Regions from separate parts of the Gossypium hirsutum genome. Here region 1 is linked to region 2. The links are chromatin contacts, called in public Hi-C maps. All regions are on one chromosome and are shown on one strand. The core of a region is the stretch at or near the end of the contact, and the rest is flanking DNA. Distances in the headings are between cores, read along the strand shown.

Evidence for each region. A called contact is a pair of places that touch in the nucleus more often than the background predicts.
Region 1: a Hi-C map of leaf shows a contact between it and region 2, with 2.2 times the contacts expected there. The contact joins the promoter of LOC107960074 here to the promoter of LOC107956978 in region 2. A contact is called at or near these places in 7 of 34 Hi-C or Micro-C datasets (anther and leaf).

Annotation. Positions count from the first base shown.
Region 1 is chrA05:55,629,413-55,632,112 of Gossypium_hirsutum_v2.1, reverse strand. It overlaps LOC107960074 (zinc finger CCCH domain-containing protein 15), which reads left to right and starts at 1,338. Exons shown (of 3, transcript XM_016896286.2): 1 at 1,338-1,506; 2 at 1,632-2,268. The coding sequence starts at 1,663.
Region 2 is chrA05:54,932,110-54,934,809 of Gossypium_hirsutum_v2.1, reverse strand. It overlaps LOC107956978, which reads left to right and starts at 1,340. Exons shown (of 2, transcript XM_041112579.1): 1 at 1,340-1,865; 2 at 2,410-2,700. The coding sequence starts at 1,365. The coding sequence ends at 2,502.

The DNA.
Region 1 (2,700 bases), core at 89-2,588, 700 kb before region 2:
TGGATAAAATATCTACTTCTACTCATAACCGCTTCTTCTTAAATCAAATAACTTACACTTTAACGCTTCTTCTTAAATCAATTAACTTACACTTTAAATATTGATTAACTCTTAACTTGGTGGGCATCGGCATTGTTTCTTCTACAGAAGAAAAGGAATATGAACGGCTAAATCACATTTATCCTCATATATATGGGTTGTGTTGGGATTATAGATTAACTCTAAATATTGTATAAAAAAACATATGCCTTAAATCTTATATCAATAAAATATAAAATACTTGTTTAATTGGTAAAGTTGAGGATTTGAAGATTAAGATTTCTAAGGTTTAAATTCTATTATACATTTATTTAAATAATTTATATAGATTTTATATAAAATATAAAAGACAAAAATATTATCATAATAATATATATTACTTTGTGAAAAGAGGAGTTTTTAGTCATTTTCTAGTTGAGTTCATGTCTGATTAGCTTGTGACATGAATTCAGTCAAATACATTACAGTAAGTATTAGAAATCTTGTTATATAGGTATGCATGGAAATCATAGATTTAAAACACTTTTAAAAATAATATATAATAAATAATAAAATATATAGTTTGAGATTAATTAATTATCATAATAACACATGAAATTTGTATGGCATTAAAATTAAAAAGTAGATTAAATTATGAGTAAAACAAAATTTAAATACATGTATACATCATATAAACAATACTAAATGCACTACAATTATTTATAATGATTTTATTATCAATTACGAGTTAATGTCGAGTTGACTTGTGACACCAATTCAATGAATAACATTATTAATATATACAATTGATAGAGATAATAAATTGTGTATATTATAATAAAAATATATAAAATTAAATTAAATTAAATTAAATTTTAATTGAGTTGTAAATTTAAAGTTTTAGCAATTTAATTGGTTTTATCTTAAAATTAAGATTAAACTACCTTTAAATAATATAACTTTTAAAATTATAAAAAAATATTTTCATAATTTTTTGATCAAATTAAATATCTATTTAAGAGTTTAAAATTTAAGATTTTGGTTGGCATTTTATTTATGTAGATATATTTTACAAAATACTGTGCACCGTCCAAAATACCCTGATCAAAATCAAACGTCCTGTCTAATCACCCGAGGTTTTCGTCTTCAAACACAGAACAAGAAAATCATAAAATTTTTCATGAAAATAAAATCTAATTAGATTAATTAAATGGCTTAAATACCCTTATTAAGTGGTACGGTAAGGTTAAAATCGATGGAGGAAAACATAGGGGCGAACCGAGTAAAAAATAAGTGAAAAGGTGGACATAATGGTAAAATTCTGTTACGTGTTTGTTTTAACAGTTTCTCCCTTCCTTCCTTTCCCTCCAATTCTTTCATCTCCCATTTTCTCTCTCCCCAAACAAAACAAAAAGAAATCTCTCACTATCGCTGCACTAAAGAGAGAATCCTAGAAAATAAATTCAGAGGCTTTTTTCAGAGATTCAGGTTAGCATCAAATTAATTAGCATCAAATTAATTTACTCGATTTCTATTTGTTTCAATCGTTTTTTTCTGGTGTTTTGGTCTTTTATTTTCTGCATTTTAATTTTTTTTTCTGTTTGCTGTAAAAGTTTTTTCAAGCTTGTGTACTTTCATTTGCAAATGCAAGGCGACGGTTCAACTCTTTATGGCGATGTCCTAGCCAAACAACCAAAAGATAAGGGGAACGAAGGAGATTACTCCCCTTCAGCTGTCGCTGCCACCTCTCTCTTTGATCTCTACCATCCCCGTCACGTCATGCAACAACATCAAGATATGATCAACCGCCATAATCTCTGCCTCACGCGCCTCCACGAAGCTTCTAAAGAAGTGGAGGCACTCCGCCAAGAGAATACTGCTTTGCGATCTGTAAACCGCGACCTCAGCAAGCAACTCAGCACACTGATCCAAGCCTCTATGCAGAACCACTTCGCAACGTCTGATTATAGCGCGACGCCGTACGAATTGCTGAATGAGTTTCAAGGGCTTTGTCTCGGTAGTGACGGTGGGGGCGTAGGAGAGGAAGAGGTTTCTGACGAGTGTCCGACGAGCATGATGGAAGGTGCTGGGGATGTGGAGAGGGTTATGTTGCCTAAGAGCATATCTGTTAGGTCTAATGGATATCTGAAGATGATGAGTAGTCAAAACAGTCAAAACGCTGGTGTGAGTCGTCGTCGTAAATATCGGGGACCAACTCGGTCTGGAAATGCCTCTCAACTCAGTGGAGCGGTGAGTTTATTATTGTTACTCTGTTGTTGATATAAATTCCTAAATGCTATATTTTTATTTCTTGAGCTAGATTAATGTTGTAGCAGTTATAAATATAAATATATATATATAGTCTACCATTGCATCAAATATAAACTTAATTATAATGTGACAATTTATGTCCTTTGTGTCATTTTCTACTACTATAATCGTGTTTATGGTGTTTTATATTTAATAAGCTAATGAGTACTATTTATATATTTTTTCTTGTTTTGTTTTAATTAATTTGTATCATGTATTGACGTCCTAGTCTTATTTATTTTTAGTTTTTCAATGAATTGGCTGCTATTTTAGAGATGATTGGTTAGTTATTTTTGCTTTTTAGGCAGAACTCGGGGGATAAGTTAGTACTTCAAAGAATTTGAAAAATCCAAATAACATGATGAATTAAAG
Region 2 (2,700 bases), core at 91-2,590:
TCAAACACTCATCTATCATCATTCACCTAACTTTAACATGAAACAACAAAACTCACCATTTCTCATCCAAATAACATGAGCAACAACCATTTCTTGAACATTTTCTCATGACCGATTGCTCATGTTACCAACAAGATTCAAAATTTGAACATGGGCTAACTAAGGGACTTAGTAACTAGCTTAATACATTCAACAATTCCAAAAGCTACCATGAATTACATACCTTATTCAAGACTAGAAGGAGTGGCCAAATATTTTACTTCCCCTTCCCCCTTCTTCTTAGCATTTTCGGCCAGGGATGTTAAAGATGAACATTTTTTTTCTTTGTTTTCTTCCTTTAATTCACGGCAATGGAGGAGCAACCTAGCTAATTTTTTTTTGTTTCTCCTCCTACTAACCACTATTATTTTATTACCCATGTTCTTTATTTTATTATTCCTAACATAAAACACTAACATAAAATGTTTATAATACATTTTAACCCATAGCATGGCCGGCCACCATCCTAAGTTTTGGGTAATTTGACATGCAAGGACAAACATTTTCTAACATGCATCAATAGGCCACTTTAACATTTGCCTAGCACATTTCTAAATTTTCTCACACAAGTCCTATTTAGCAAAATTCACTTACAATTAACAAAATTCAAACATGAAATTTTCACACATGCCTATATACATATAATAAGCATCAAATATAACGGTTAATTATTTTCATGACTCGGTTTTGTGGTCCCGAAACCACTTTCCGACTAGGGTCAATTTAGGGCTGTCACAAATGATCTCAAAAACATAAAATTTATGAAAAACAGACTCAAATAAGACTTATATGCAAGGGTTGATTCCTTAGGAGAGTTCGAAGCTTTCTATTCTCTTCTTCAACGGAGTTTAAATAGTGGAGAAATATAACAATAAAAATTCTCTTTCCTTTCGCTTAGGTTTTTCTTTTACTGTTATTATTATCATTTTATTCATTTAACTTAATAATTAACAAAACAAAGTCAAAATACATGCTCCAACCATCCACTATAATAGGACATGGCATAATTGCTATGTAAATCCTTGCATGTTTACTAATTAAGCCTTTAACACTTAAAAATCAAATGTAATTAACTTTTACAATTATTATGATTTAGCCATTATACCCTAATTACTAACCGTGTAATAAAATTACTAGACCAAAAATCAGTATAATACAATAATAAAATCATAAATATTAATAAAAATGAGATTTCAAAACCACGGTTTCTAGTACCACTGAAAAACAGTTGTTACACACTTATAGCTTGTTGGGTTGGCTGTAATGGTTTAGCATTACAGCCCTATTCCTTGGGCTCAACCTTATTACATTGTTTGGTTGGCTGAATGGGCTATTACAGACCTATTCATTACAGCCTTATTCAAGGCAAAATCACCGTTTACAATTCATGCCTCCCCCCACGGAATACCAATTCAGCATTAAAAGTTTTCATCTTTACCCTTCTCATTTCTTTCTCATCTGAGCATTTTCTTCTTTTTTTTAAACCTCTGATTCCCATTTCCTTCCAACCTTCTCCCTCTTTTTCACGTCCGAAGCATCATTTCCAACCCTATCTAAGCTTGAACCTAGATTCAACTTCAAATCAAAAGCCACCAAATTTTTACCTACCAGCGAACAGTCCTCTTAGCCTCCACAAATTCATCCTCGTGCTCCGGCTAAAATCAGGGTCAACAGTTTCAATTTTCTCTCAACAAAAACACAGCTTGAAATCCAGATTTCTCAGTTTTCTCAAGAAAATCCGACTTCGGTATGAAAGGAAAGGGCTAACAATCCAACACCCAGATGTTAAATCGGTGCTGAATCGAGTGAAGCAGTTCACTGACAAGGTAAGCTTTTGACCTTCTTCAATCGAAATTAAGACCCCCTTTTTCGTTAACTATCCCAGATCCCCAAGAGTATTGTTTTAATCGAACCCTATTAAGCACTTACATGCTATTGTCATTGATAGGTATAAGTTGCTTTAAAGTTTACTTGTTGGAATTGTTAATAAATTGTATGGAAAGCTTGTTGATTCGGTAAAGGAACAATTAATTTGGGTTAAAGAAATGATTGATGTTTCTGCTACAGGAATTGATAGTTTGTTAGTATGTTTAAAGAGGCAAATTGTTGGTGGTGATTTTAGTGATGGGAATCTTTGGTTATGTTTTGAGTTAGTGAGTCTTTGTTTAAATGGGATTGTTTGTTACAAGAAAAGCCTGTAGTTTTGACCAGTGCACTATATACATTTTTTCTTTTATTAGCTGATCATTGTAGTTTTGACTAGTGCACTATATACAGTTCTCTTTGCCTCTAGAATTTCCTTCTGCAGCCTATCTTTACTTTAGCCATTGATCTACAGTGATTTACCATCTCCTCCTTTTCCTTGATTAGGTTCTTCCATTCAGCCTTCTTCTGTGTTGGTTCTTCCGTAGTTTCCTCAAGACCGAAGGTTGGCAATCACACAGCAGTATTGGGAAGAGCTGATTGAGCTTGAGGAAGGGTTTGAAAAGGAATTGACCCTGCTTATGGGAAAGTACAACCCAGATCGCCTCGAGGAAGAGACTACTGATAGCCTTGAAGGACGAGACAAGAGAGGAGCAAGAGATATTGAAACAGAATAGACAACAATGATCCTATTTGTCGAGGGTAAGAAGCAGCATATTATGTTTTAGGTCAAAGGTA